3 separate regions of the Mus musculus genome follow, and regions 2 and 3 are each linked to region 1. Evidence: chromatin contacts called from public HiChIP or PLAC-seq data. All regions are on one chromosome and are shown on one strand. The core of a region is the stretch at or near the end of the contact, and the rest is flanking DNA. Distances in the headings are between cores, read along the strand shown. Region 1 holds the start of Tnfaip2 (tumor necrosis factor, alpha-induced protein 2). Region 2 holds the start of Zfp839 (zinc finger protein 839). Region 3 holds the start of Dync1h1 (dynein cytoplasmic 1 heavy chain 1).

Evidence for each region. HiChIP or PLAC-seq counts read pairs in DNA pulled down with a chosen protein or histone mark.
Region 2: a contact with region 1 is called in a FOXA1 HiChIP or PLAC-seq map of pancreatic cancer cells. The contact joins the promoter of Zfp839 here to the promoter of Tnfaip2 in region 1. A contact is called at or near these places in 1 of 39 promoter capture datasets (erythroid cells) and 2 of 115 datasets of contacts at active chromatin or transcription factors (bone marrow-derived dendritic cells and pancreatic cancer cells).
Region 3: a contact with region 1 is called in an H3K27ac HiChIP or PLAC-seq map of bone marrow-derived dendritic cells, with 5 times the contacts expected there. The contact joins the promoter of Dync1h1 here to the promoter of Tnfaip2 in region 1. A contact is called at or near these places in 3 of 39 promoter capture datasets (fetal liver, liver and neutrophils) and 2 of 115 datasets of contacts at active chromatin or transcription factors (bone marrow-derived dendritic cells and pancreatic cancer cells).

Annotation. Positions count from the first base shown.
Region 1 is chr12:111,439,500-111,444,133 of GRCm38.p6, forward strand. Tnfaip2 (tumor necrosis factor, alpha-induced protein 2) reads left to right here and starts at 3,162. Exons shown (of 12, transcript NM_009396.2): 1 at 3,162-3,184.
Region 2 is chr12:110,848,653-110,853,450 of GRCm38.p6, forward strand. Zfp839 (zinc finger protein 839) reads left to right here and starts at 1,627. Exons shown (of 7, transcript NM_001199785.1): 1 at 1,627-1,911. The coding sequence starts at 1,666.
Region 3 is chr12:110,599,928-110,604,557 of GRCm38.p6, forward strand. It overlaps Dync1h1 (dynein cytoplasmic 1 heavy chain 1), which reads left to right and starts at 1,468. Exons shown (of 77, transcript NM_030238.2): 1 at 1,468-1,927. The coding sequence starts at 1,678. Gm35558 (a long non-coding RNA gene) reads right to left here. Exons shown (of 2, transcript XR_381950.4): 1 at 826-4,630; 2 at 1-437.

The DNA.
Region 1 (4,634 bases), core at 1,912-4,411:
CCATTCAAAACAATGTGTGTGCGTGAGATGGGTCTTGGACTGCTGGAAGCAGTGAGCCACTCTGTAAACAAGTCCCAGCCCTACCCCACCCCCCAAATGCCCACCCTCCCACCATGAAATGTGTTGCAAGCAACTTGTGATTATAGCTTGATAAACCCGAATGTGACTTTGTGAACTATTGTGAGTCAGTAGGGCCAGGAAAAACACGATTTCTCTCCCTTCTGTGACTCCTATAAGAGACACAAAACAGGGCTGCTTGTTTTTGTTACATTTGCTGAGCTGTTCAGTATAGGGAGAAAGACCTGGATTCAGGGCTCCCTTTTTAGATTAGGACTTTCAAATTAGATTTCATTTAGATTAGATTTATTCTAGAGTAGACTTTTAGAATGGAAGAGACTCAAACACTTTTGGATAAATCAGGTCCACTCCTGGGTAAATGACACCAAGAGTTAGTCTTTCTTCCTTTACGAAGCATCACCACACTGGCACAAAGGCTGTATCCACCCACTCACTGGATCCATGGAACAGACATAGCCATGGAATGGGGTACCAGGAATGCAGGGATACAAGGGAATGGGCAGTGGTTGTGTAATGGAGACAAACAGTGTGTTTAGTTTTACAGGGGAAAAAGTTGTGTGGAGCTGGAGAGGCGGTTCAGTCGTTAAGAGCACTGGCTGAACTTGCAGAGCACCCGAATTTAGTTCCCAGAACCCGTATTGAGCAGCCTCACAACTGCCTGTAACTCCAGCTCCAGGGGATCCAACGCCCTCTTGTGGACTACCAAGCACCTGCACTCACATGCAGATACACCATGTGGGGAAAAAAAGTTCTGTGGATGGGGGTGGTTGCAGCTGTACCTCAGTGTTGGTGCACTTAGCTAGAACGCCCAAAACTGTTAAAACGGTAACTCACTATTATGCATATATTATAATTTAAAAAATAAAAAGAGAGCCTGTAGCCGGGCAGTGGTGGCGCACGCCTTTAATCCCAGCACTTGGGAGGCAGAGACAGGTGGATTTCTGAGTTCGAGGCCAGCCTGGTCTACAGAGTTAGTTCCAGGACAGCCAAGGCTACACAGAGAAACCCTGTCTTGAAAACCAAACAGAGAGAGAGAGAGAGAGAGAGAGAGAGAGAGAGAGAGAGAGAGAGAGCCTGTGATGGTGCATGCCTGTCATCCTGGCACTCAGGCTCTTGTCCAGGTGCTGGCCAGCAGAGCTTCTGTGCTGGGCTAGGAACCTTTGCCAGCCTACTCCTGGCTGCTGCACCAACTCTCAGGTGCCAGAGTCGGGGCTGGGATAGCAGTTTACCAGGTAAGCTGATCCAATGTTTCTATCCTGTGGGATCCATTTCTTGGCTGGATTGGGGCGGGGGTGTGGGGGGGACTATGAAAAATAGTTAAACTATCGCTGACCCCGAGAATCAACCGATCTTTGGCCCTCAGCTATCCAAATAGCCCTGTTTTCAAATTTCCTTTGTGTTGGGAAATTCACAGAGGACCTTTGACCCTCATCCTAAACTCTGACATGCAAGATGGGTGGCATTGGCTTCTACTGACTATGCTCTGAGCAAGCTGCTGTGGGCACCATGGGGCAAGAATGGAAGTCCAACATCTGTCCCACAGAGCCCATAGGCTCTGAACAGATGTGGGTTCTTGAAAGCCTGACTCCTCTGTCCCTCAATCCTACCTGTGGAGTTTCCCAACCATTTCCTTATCTGTTTGAAATCTGGAGCTGGATCAATAGAGCGGAGGCTGGATACTCTGGGGAGGTCATACGATGTGTCGAGAGGCCGCTAGGAGGTAGAAGGCTGGAAGTAGAAGGCCTGGGTTCTCATCCTCTTTCTATATTTGGATGGGATTGTGGGTACAGTCCTAGGGTCTTTGTCTTCCCTTGTGGAGCAGAGGCAACACCCAGCTTGGACCCTGGAGGCTCAATAGAAATATCACCCATTAGGACCTCAGGGAGAAGAGGAAGCGTGCGGTTTGAGTTTTGAGACAGGCTCTCATTGCGTAGCCCTGGCTACCTGGAACTTGCTCTGTAGACCAGGATGGCCTCAAACTCAGAGATCTGTCTGCTCTGCCTCCCAAGTGCTGAGATTGAATGTGTGCACCACTCCCGCCCGGCAGCCTTCTGTTCTTGCCTCCTACAACCTACCATGGTATAGGATGGAGGAGAGTCTTCTTAAACCTGGCACTTGGCCACTGCTCCCCAGGAGGAAGAGGAAGTTCTGGGTTTCCAGGGACAACCCCTTAACATAACCCACCCACTCAGCTGCCCTTCCCTCTTTCCTCAAAGCTCTGTGCTTAGACAGGCAGGGAAAGAAGAGAGGGCCCAAACAAAAGATGGGGAGGAGCCGAGCTCCAAGTAGAGGCAAAAAAGAAGCTGGTGTCTAGCAGGGAAATTCCTGAGTGAGCCCATCTTCCAGAGGGCAGAAATTCCCCTTTCTACACTAGCCTACAACCCCACCTTCCCCAAGGTGGGAAGACCCCCGAGAAAAGACCCCCGAGAAAAGGCCCGCAGAAGGGAGTGCTGAGGATCACCCCCAGCCCCATCCTGGAAAATCTTGTCACTGGGAGCCCTGGAGAAGGAGGCTCAGGTGAGGGCTGTCTGTCATTTCTGTGTAACCTCAGGATAATGATGAAGATGGGCCCCATCACTCAAGGCTTGGTGATGAGAGGTTTTGAGAGGTCCCACTACCAGTCGTGTGCCCAGCTGCCTTAGGACACCTCCTCCGGGAAGCTTTCCTTCCAGACTTTCAAGGACACAGGGGTGCTCAGAGCGGTAACAACACTTGGCAGAGGCGTTGAGATGGAAGAGGGCACTCCCCAGACCTAAGTAGGTGCTGACTGTGTGACGCGGGACAGAGGCTTTGTGCGTGCGCCCCTGCTAGGTAGCCAATCAGAGACCGTGGTGCGACAACAGCTCTCCGCTAAGCGGAACTCGTGGCTCCCTGTGCACGCACATCAAGACCACTCTTTCCAGGCTATTGGGAACAGCAAAGTGACCCCGCCCCTCTCTCTACCGGCCCGGCCCCGCCCCCAACACTGGACTCGCCGGGCCGAGGCGTCCGCCAGCGGATTTTCCGCGGTTGCGGTTGGTGGAGCAGGCAGAGTCTGGGCGGAGCCTGCGACTATTTTAGGAGGGCCCCTCCAGGGTCGGGACTAAGGCGTCCTGTCCTGGACACAGTAAGTGACCTCTGCCGCTGTGCCTCTGTCCCTGCCGCTCTACGTAGCTTCCCTTCCAGTCCTGACACAGAGTGTCGGACAGGATTCGCCGGGGGAATGGCCCTGAGTGGCCAAGGGGACGCGGGCGGGATATTTCGAGGTCCCTTGACCTCCAGCATACGCACTGCTAGGGACTTACAGGCGTTACTCTGAGCCCCTCACACCAGGGTCCGGAATCCCCGCGCGCAGCGAAAGTTTCTTAAGTGTTGTAGGGACTGGGACAAAAGTGAGGGAGTCTCGGGTTTACAAAAGGAAGGTCCCAGCACCCGCGGGACTCCCTGTCCGGATGATCTCTTGTGGGGCAAGAGTCAGTAAGTTAGTTGCAAGATCAGTGAGGTTCTCTGTGGTGTCTAGAATTGAGGGAGGTGACACCATCCAGCCACCAGATGCAGCCCTCCCATGTGTCTCTGAGACCCCTTCGTGCCTCTGCGGGCCCGGCTTGGTGATGCTTTAAACAGCATCTCATTACTCCTGCTGCCTTTCCCCTCTGCAGTCAGGGATACAGGGGAACTTGCTTTCTAAGGCCCACCCAGTGCCAGGCTTCTGATTTTGCCACATCCTCTGAGCAGCACTGAGAAAGGAGTGAGGGGAGGGCTCGTTCTCATTTTACAAACGGGAAAACCGAGACATACTGAGGAAGAATGTTGTTTAGCCCTAATCCTGGTGAGAAGTGTAGCTGAGCCCGCAGATGCTCCTCCCTTTTATACCAATAGCCTCTGACACTGAAGGGCAACTGGGGCCAGACATTCAGGTCAGCAGCTCCATCAGCCAGGCCAGCCCTTATGGGTGTTTGCCATGCGAGTGGGATAGGTTGGCACAGGCTTTAAAAACTGCCTGGCCCTATCTCAGGCCTCATGAGGTTAACGAGAGAGAGGGCTCTCTCTGCTCAGGGCACCTGGTGAGGATGATAAGAGCTGGGGTAGAGGAGCCCAGGCTTTCTGTCCAATCAGGGTGCTTTACCCATGCCCCAGTTATGAGATAAGCCCCTCAGGAATCTATCCCGAACCTGGGCAGTTGAGCTGGTGGAGGCGGAGATGGTGTGGGAAAGGGCCCTTAAAGTGTGTTGTGTTTGGGCAAGCACCTCCCCTCCGCAGTTTCCGGGGTTCTCCTTCGTGATGGTGGGTCTTCCCACTTGCCTTACCGGGAGCTGTTCCTGGATCACGCCAGGTCATTTTGAAGAAATGAAGCTACAGCTTGGGGTTTTTATCCTTGAAGGATGGGGCAGGGAAGCCACCTCCTGGTAATGGGTCACACCGTTTACCAGAAAGGCCCTCCTCCTGCCTGCTCCCTCCCTCCAGGCTAGCCCTGCTTCCTCGGGTGGTCTTCCTTGCTCTGACAATCCACACACACAGTCAGGGATGTGGAGGCCTGAGAAAAGCCAGTCCTTTGAGGGAGATGTTCTCTGGCCTCC
Region 2 (4,798 bases), core at 377-2,876, 590 kb before region 1:
TACTGTGCTACTCAGCGAAGAGCTGACACACAGAACCACTACAGTACAGAGAGAAGTTAGGCTGAGGCTGGGGAGCCGGATGGACAGACTGAAATGTGAGAAGGGTGGACACATGGGTGGATGGATGCATCTGCCCATCTATTTACCCACCCATCCATCTGTCTGTCCATCCATCCATCCATCCATCCATCCATCAATGCATGCATCCATCCATGCATCCCTGAGTGTATACTTTGGCTCAGAGCTTGTGTTGGGCACCCAATGGGTAATATGTCATTCCTGCCCTCGAGATGTTCACTCTAGATGCCAGGTAGCTGTGGGATGGGTCACCCCAGAAACACTTGAGGAGGCTTCAGATGGAGCACTAATGTCAAATATGCAAACATTTTGGGGCTGGAGAGATGGGTCAGTGGTTCCAAGCACTGGCTGCTCTTACAGAAGTCCAGGGTTCCATTCCCAGCAACCACATGGTGGCTCACAGCAATCCCTCTGTTCCAGGGGACTGCCAGTAACACGAGTTGTGTACATAGACCCAGGCAAAACACCCATACACATAAGACAAAACAAAAAATGAAATTAAATGCAAACTTTATAATCCTATTGTGAGGCAGGGTAAAACTGAGCGGACACACGGAAGGGAAAAGTGCTCATTACCCTGGAGTCGCGCTGAAGCCTCATGCCAGCAGGGTGTCAAGCAAGGACTCATGCATAATTGACAATTACTGAGAAGGTTGCCAACATAAAGAGAATATTCCATCTATATAGAAATGCTTAAGATAATAATGTTAAAAACTGGGCATGATGGCACACACCTTCATTTCCAGCACTCAGGGTCAGCCTGGTCTACAGAGGGAGTTCTAGGACACTCTGTGCAGGGTTACACGGAGAAACGTGTCTTGAACTCCACCCTCCCCCAAATAATAATGTTAAGACAACAATAAATTATGTATATATTACCTATTTCTTTTCTCAGGTATAAACTTGCAATTTTCTAGGAACCTCACGAGACTACACTTTATATATGTGAGGATTATAAATTATAATGTGACCTGTAGTTTTATCTGACCAGACTGCAGTCTGTGAAAGGATCCTCTAGAGTCACCCTGAGCAGCCCTCTAAACTCATTTACTGCAGAGGGGAAAAGGTTTCCTCCAGCAACCCTTGTAACCCTTTGTAACTTGAAAGCCACCAACATGTATGTCTGACTGACTGCTCAGACGTTTAAACTGACTCCCTCTCGAGAAGCCCCCTTGTAAATCTTAACTTGGTTGAACCTTTGTCCTAGAATTCATAAAGCCATGGTTCGAGCCCCTGGCACCGCATAAAACCAGAAGTAGTGAGTGGTGCGTGACTGTAACGCCAAGTTTCTCGAGCGGGGTTAGGAAGACTTTTCAATTTGAGGATTAGAGATCAGTGTAAGCCCGGGACTCGGGAACTCCGAAGACCTCCACTGAGGATCCGATCCGGGACATCAGCATGGAGCGAGTGACACTTGGGGATCGAAACATTAACAGAGCGGCGGCGGCAGCAATTTAGTACAAGCCCCGGAGCCATGGAGATGTTTTGGCCTGCCGGGCACGCGTAGGTTCCGCCCTCTACCGGGTGACGCACTTCCGCCCCGCCCCTACAGACGACACGGGTTCGAGTCCCCCCCCATAGGCCGCCATGGCAGGCGCGGAACCGGAGTCCGGGAATGTCGGCGACAGTGGCTCGACTCTTCCCGGCCGGAGCCACGGCGCCGTGCGCTTGGCTCCGCTGGACCCCGAGCAGCTGCGGCGGGTTCTGGAGCAGGTGACTCGGGCGCAGCCACCGCCCAGCACGCTGCCGGCCGCGGCGCGGCGGCTCCGGGACGGGGCCCAACAGGCCCAGCGGGGGCCGGGCGCCGAGGCCCCGCGCCTGCTGACACCGCAGGTGAGGCGCCGCGCGGGGTGGAGGGGCCGGAGCTGGCCGCTGCGGACCGCGTTCGGAGCCTGGGTCGTGTGCGCCCAGCTCTGCGCGCCCGGCCCACCTCGGGGCGTCCTGCTTCCTCCTCTGCGCTCACAGCCCTGCTCCAAGCCCCTCGGCGCCTGGCCCGCCCTACAGCAACTTGTCCTTCCTTCAGCATCTATGGGGCGCTAGAAGTATGCCAGGTTCTACACTGAGGCCAAGTGTATTCTCAACGGCCAGCGGGTAGCATAAGTCACGTCTTGGGGGTGGGGGGTGACAAGGGAGAACTTTCTCCTGATCGGTTCTGGAGCTGGAACCCAGAGCTGAGTGAATTTAGAGGAAAGCGGTGGCGGCACGCGCAGCCACTGACCCAGAACTGAGCCTGAGTGGAGAGAACTTTGCTGGAGACTTTGGCAAACTTCAGTGTCCAATACAGTAGCAAAGAAGCACAGGAAGGCGCCGCACTGCAGAACTCCCTCCCTCCCGGCGGGTTTACCCCCTAGCTCACACAGATTTGGGCTGTTTTGAGAGTAGCCATTAAAATCTGGCTTCTCCTGGGAGGGTCCAGGTAGCTCCTGAAACTGAAGGTACTCTATGTCGGTCGTAAGAAGACCTGCTGGCTTTTGCAAATGACAACACACACCTCACCTCAGGGGAGAGACCAGGAGAGAGAGCTGCCTCCACCAAAAATAGGGCAGAGAATAGAATTCTGTGGTCTCCAGTGGTTTTGAGGTAGATATTGGCTATTCAAGGCGTGCTGTCTTCCTGACAGCACTTGCTAGAAGAGTGACCCTTGGTGACTGACCCTCGTTGGGCATTGGCTTCTCTGCCTGCAGGAAGGATGGCTCACTATCTAAGGTTCCTCACTGGTAGACTGCTGCCCTAGGGAGCAAGTCTGAGACAGACGTGACACACCATTGGTGCGGCCTCCGTGAAGCTCCTGCTCGGAGCGTCTGCACGCTATCATACATTGTCAGAGAGGCACGGCTGTCAGCGGCCACATGACATGTTTTGCTTTTTGGTTTGTCTCCTTTCTGAGATTAGGTCTTGTTTCCCAGGGTGGCTGCAGACCTGACACATGGCTGAGCATGACTTTAAATCGCTAATCCTTCCTTCCCCTCCTCTAGAGGTGTGTGCGGTGCTGGGGCTGAACTGTGTGGTTCCTCTGTGGTTTAACACTCTTATCAACCGAACTACATCGCTGCCACCCCAGGGAAACCACACAAGAGAGGTTCAGTGTCTCGGCTTGCTGTACTCTAAGGCTGTGTCCTCCTTACCTTGCTAAATATGGCCACAATTTTGAATTTGATATGACAGCTTTGGAAAGAGGCAGTGATATAATTTCCACCAAAGGAGAGCAAACTTAATCAAAGTTAGCTTGATAGATTTGCTGGTGGTAGCTGGTGTGATGGGGATGGTGAAAACCAGATTCAAATAATGAAAGAATGGACCCCTTTGTGGCCTGGTGTGCAGGATAATCTTCCAGCTTAAACTGTGCCCTGATAACCCAGAGGCCAAGCAGATAAGGATTCTGCCCCCAAGGAGTCTGAGGACTAGGAGGAAGTGACACAAGACCCAGATGATAGCTGGTCAAGGACAAAAAGCTAGAGATGTAACTAACTGAATACATTCAGAAAAAGGAAACGGTCTCTGGGAGCACACAGCTAATGCTGAAAAGCTAGTGTCTGAGCTAGATTTGCCAGGCTGGGTGCCAGCTGGAAATGCAGGAGAGGAGAGGCAGCATTCCGGGGTACACTTGGGGTTCATTGATACAACCAGGATAGCAAGCTCTGGCTCACTGTGGGGACAGCAGACCAAAAGTACAAGCCAGTGACCACCTTCTGGGGTAATGTGGGTCTCTGGTCCCATCTTCACTGTTCCTGACCTATAGACACACTTCAATTCCACCAACAGCTGTGCGCGGTCCTAGCCTTCCAAGAAGCCTCGTTTCCCTTAGACAGAAGTGCCTTGTAATGCCTGACCAATTCATTGTGACCTTCAAGGCACCTGAGAGACAGTCGTCTTCTGGAACGTTCTCGAAGGCCTCTGTTGTGTCACTGTGGCAGTGTTACCTGCCTGACCTGTCTCTGGGGACTACTGTCTCCTTTCAGAATTGTCAGTGAAACATTTGAAAAGACAGGTCTGAGGCGATTGTCCCAGGAGAGGCAATCCTACAGACCTGCAGGGAGTGAGCTGATGCTTATAAATGGGTGCCAGAGGGACTTAAGAACTTCTGCTGAGCTGGACAGTGGTGGCACACGACTTTAATCCCAGCACTTGGGAAGCTGAGGCAGGCAGGTTTCTGAGTTGGAGGCCAGCCTGGTCTACAGAGTGAGTTCCAAGACAGCCAGGGCTACACAGAGAAACCCTGTCTGGAAAAACAAACAAACCAAAGACAAAAAAAAAAAATTGCTGAATCAAATAAACACAAAACAAAGTATCAAGTGTTGTATAACACATTATATGCCCACATAACATAATAAGCCAGTCAGGATCAATAATCAGACCAGTTTTCCTAAAACAAGGGCTGTGTGTGTGTGTGTGTTCATTCATATAATATCTGGCATATCCCAAGATCTTAGATATTCTGGATGGCTTTTAGTAAAGTCCAACAAACAATGGTTCTTGAGGATGTGCACAGTTACTAACTGTCATTGAGTCACACGTAGCCCAGGAATTAGGGGCTTACAGGACACCTAATCCCCACATTTCTTCTTCCTTAATTTCAAAGAGAGGCTGCTGTTTGTAATAGTGTACCCACCCGGCATGCAGACAAGGGGTGTGTTCCAGCTCGACTTTAGTGACAGTTCTTTCCTGTGTGACTCTGTCACTGACCTCTCACTGGTAGATTGGCTCTACAGAGGGTTTGCTG
Region 3 (4,630 bases), core at 218-2,717, 840 kb before region 1:
GAGCCAGGTTGCAGATGAGTGAGTCCTCGGATAACTGAATGACTGCATTTCCCAGGTGCTGACTCACAGTGCAGCCAGTGTGCAATCAGCCCCACACCCACTAAGTCCCTGCAGGTTTCAGAATCTCCGGTCTTTTGTCCTTGTTCCTATCTCTGCAGGATAGGCAGAGGGAAACACTAACACAGCACCTAGTGTCAGGTGGACATTCAGTATTGATCACTGCCAGTACGCCAGCAATTCCACAGTAGCAATTCACCACAGTAGCTTTGGGTCTGTCCTCTCACCTCTGCAAGATTATTTATGACACATTACACCAGGGTGGGCTGATGGAGGGAGAATGGGGATATTTATCTGTTTTCTCTCTCTCTGTCTCTCTGTCTCTCTCTCTGTCTGGCTTCTAGAAGAATCTTCGGGCCTCCATCAGCAGCCTCTGGGACCTGGCACAGGACAATTGTGCAAGGAATAAGCATATTGTAGGGCTTCCCGTATTCCAAAGATGATTTGGGAGAATCAAGTCATACCACCATCATCCCACCAATCAGGACTCAGCTTTCTAACTCGGCATTATTATATTTTTAAAGATCATTTTGGCTTAGTTCCCTCTACCCAATTGAACAGGCAAGTTATGACCTGAACTTTCAAAGGCCAGTTACTAACCCTAAGAAAGTAAGCAAAGAGATTCTGCCCTTCTTGTCCTCCGTGTATGGGAGGAGGGGTGATGGGTCAGATGCAGGGAAACTTAGGAGCAATCTGAGCCCCTGCCTCCTGCCGATCCAGATTCCCGAACCCACAGAGCGGTGGGTGCTGCAGGTATGGGGAGCTTACCGTTGTCAGTGGATTCACTCATGCGTCCTTCTCTTACATCACCCTCGCTTGGTAAATGACACTGTGTTCAGAAGCCAGGTCCCATCGTAGCTTGATGTTCCTACTATCCAGGTTTCTTTTAGCCTACCGTTAGACTGCACTGCAGTTGCTGCTCCACCCATACCTAACCTTCCCTTCCTCAGACGCCAGTTCCTCAGCTAAAATCATCTCCCTTCCACTCTCTCCCTATCCAGTTTAGCGAAGTCATTGTGGGCATGCCCCTCATCTCCTCTGAAAAAACGTCCTCATCTTCCCAATGTGTATCTAATAACGACTGGGCAGTTGGGACTCCAGACTCCATTCATTCAACGGGAGAACTCAGGTTATTAATAGCAATGTCGGGCAGAGGATGAACTCTCACTAAATGTCAATTCTCGTCAATGCATCCTTAAAACACTATTTATGAAGCCTGAGGGGCTGGCTCTGTGATATTCTCTGCCACCTGGCAATGAAGACAGACGCGGTTCCTGGACCACTTTTGCGCAGAGTAATGGGTCCCGCCCTGCCCTCCGACTACAAGTCCCAAAAGGCCACGCGGCGCCGCACATAGCCCCGCCTCCAGTCGCATGCGTAACGTCGCGACGCCGACCGCGAGCGGGCGCCGGTGGCTGCAGCCAGCGGGCGGGGCGGGGCCGGCGGGAGCGGCGGCCTTTAGGGCGGAGCCGGCTCCGCTGTCCGCAGTCGGCCGCGGGTTAGCGGGCAGAGCGTCTCCTGTCGCCGGTTCCCCTCGCTCACTGCTCTCTCGTGCCGGAGGCCGCTCCTCTCGGCTCTCGCTCTCTCTCTTTCTATCTCTCTCCCTTCCGTGGATCCGCCATGTCGGAGCCGGGCGGCGGCGAGGACGGCTCGGCCGGCCTGGAGGTGTCGGCGGTGCAGAATGTGGCGGACGTGGCGGTGCTGCAGAAGCACCTGCGTAAGCTGGTGCCGCTGCTGCTGGAGGACGGCGGCGACGCGCCGGCTGCGCTGGAGGCGGCGCTGGAGGAGAAGAGCGCCCTGGAGCAGATGCGCAAGTTCCTGTCAGACCCGCAGGTCCACACGGTCCTGGTGGAGCGCTCCACCCTCAAAGGTGCGCGGCGCCCCCTCCCCGGTCGCGTGGAGCAGCTAGGGTGCCCGGACCGCCAGCGCCCGCACAGTGGGGTCGCTTTGTCTCCGCGGCTTCTCAAGATGGCCGAGTTGGGTGGAGACAGCGTCTCCCGGTCCCGGCTGGGCACAGGGCCGCATCCCTGCCTCCAGAGTCACATGAGCTTTTTTGGTTTCGATTCGTATCCAAGCTTAGCTCGCTTTGGGAAGAGTGTGTCTAGGACAGCCTAGGTGCTGGCCCTTGGGTGGGCTCGGGGACCGGTGGGTTGGCGGGAGCCGGAGTGGGCAGGCCCTGGTCACCCAGCATCTCTGCTGTCTGCGGCTGCCTACGCGTAGGCCTCCATTGGCCTCGCAGCATCATTGTTGAGTGGGTGTATCTCCCAGTTTTACAAACCAGGAAACTGAGTCCCGTGGCTGGTCCAAGGTCACCAGCTAAAATACAGGACCTTGAGATTAGACTCAGCATATCAGTTTCCAGTCCAAATTGCTTGTTTTGCTGATCATGGCTTGAAATTGTTGCTTAGATGACCCTAATGACAGCTCTGTGACATTTAAGTCTGATTTCAAAGACTTAAGAACTGTTGCTTACCTAGTTGGGGAAGGAGGCAAAGAAGCTGACATGTTCCCGTTGTGTCCTCCAGCAGAGACTCTCACAACATCCCTAGATTGATCTGGAATAGGGGGCTTGCTTGCAGGACTCCTTCCTTCTTGAGGCTTTAAAACCACTTTGTAGCATCTGGGGAACTTGTATGACATGCTGGCGAATGGGTGTGGCATTTCCCTAGGAACCCAGATGTGCTGTTTAAAAGTAAAATAGCCCTTAGGGATTGAAGATGGACTGAGAATATTTGCTAGCAAGTTCCCTAGAGTTCCAAAGGCTGTGTGGTTCCGTTAGAAAACCAGAGTGGCTGTCCTTTCGATAGTTTGTATCGCTTTAAGGCTATTCTTAATTACAAAATGTTCACACAGCCTTGGTTTGGGCCTGCAGTTAGAAGATAGCAGAATATTTTTCTTCAATCTACACACAATGTCTAAAGCATTAGGATGCTATTAGTGCCTGGCTAGTGTTAGTGTGACTGAAGATGGTTTCCTTTACATTGGAGTTTGTATTTATTCCTGCGTGGAAATCTATTTTTGTCCAAAAGACCATGTAACTGTAGAAAATTTGAAACATATCTGAAATGAAAGTCATCTGGAACCCTGCCCCAGCAGGGCCCTGTGAGCCCTTTGATCCCTACTTGCTCTTTTGCGGGGTATGTGAAAATACATTTTATTAAAATACATTTTTAACCTATGTTTTTAACGATTTTGAGTAGTTTGGCCCTAGCTAATTCTTTTATATTCTTTGTTGCACAGTTTGTGTATTGAAATTAGTGATTTCAATATAAAAACACAAAAACCATGAGTCATGATTTCTCTTTACGAAAAAAAATCCCCAAGTTTTTCTCTTTGCTCTGTCATTAGTAATTTGTTCTCCTCATATCTGTCCGTCTTGTATCAAGGGTGGAATGGAACAAGTGTCTATTCAGCAAGGGATGATCCAGCATCCCAGCAAGGTTCCATAATGACTTGCACTTTTGAAAGTTGACTAAGGAATTTGACTGTCTGAGACTGAAATAACTCTTCTGTGTTTATAAAAATCCTGTTTGCATTCCTAGTGATTTAGCATATCATTAATTTCTTGTTCACTTACAGAAGCAAAGGGAAAGATTTTTTTTTATTGATTATTTTATTTATTTACATTTCTTCCCAGTCTCCCCACAGCAACCCCCCCCCCCATCTCATCCTTTTAAATCCAAGTTGATGCCTTAAGGTCTCCTCTGAGTTAGCTTGTGTGTCTTCTGTGCTGGAGATTGAGTCCCGGATGTTGCACATGCACGCCCTTTTGTTGTTGTTGGTTGTTTGCTTGTTTGAGAAGTCTCTCAGTGTAGCTAATGATGGCCTGAAGTGTTGTAGACCAGGCTGACCTCAACTCACAGTTTATCTAATAATCTCTTTCTCCTGGGGGTTTCTAAGCACACAGTCTAACGCTGAACTTTGCACTAGGCCCATACAGTCTCTGGGTCCTTGGCAGGAGGGCTTTGTTTAGGTAGTTCTTAGGAGTTCGAATTGGCTTCTGACAATATACAGGCAATAGTAGATTGCAGTGAGAGGGGAATAAACACCACCAACTGTGATTAGTATATACCGATTTCCTGAACTGAGAAATTCGTTGTTAATCTTAGCCATCCCTCCCTTTTCTCTCTTTTTGTTAAAAAACAAATTCTAGGGTAGCCTAAGGTGAACTCAAACTTGTATGTAGCCAGGGATGGCCTTGAACTTCTGATCTTCCTGCCTCTGCCTCCCAAGTGCTAAGGGCATTCACTGCCACGGTCAGTGTTTTACTGTGGTGCTGGGAAAGTCATGAAGGATTCCACAGGTCAGGCAAGCACCTCACCAGCCAAGCTGTGTCTCCAGCCTCTCTTCACTGCTCTACTTTAAAGACATTTCTAAACACTTGTACCAAATATATAGAAGCATTTAAAAAAAAAAAAAGATTTATTTATTTATTATATGTAAGTACACTGTAGCTGTCTTCAGACACTCCAGAAGAAGGAGTCAGATCTCGTTACAGATGGTTGTGAGCCACCATGTGGTTGCTGGGATTTGAACTCTGGACCTTCGGAAGAGCAGTTGGGTGCTCTTACCC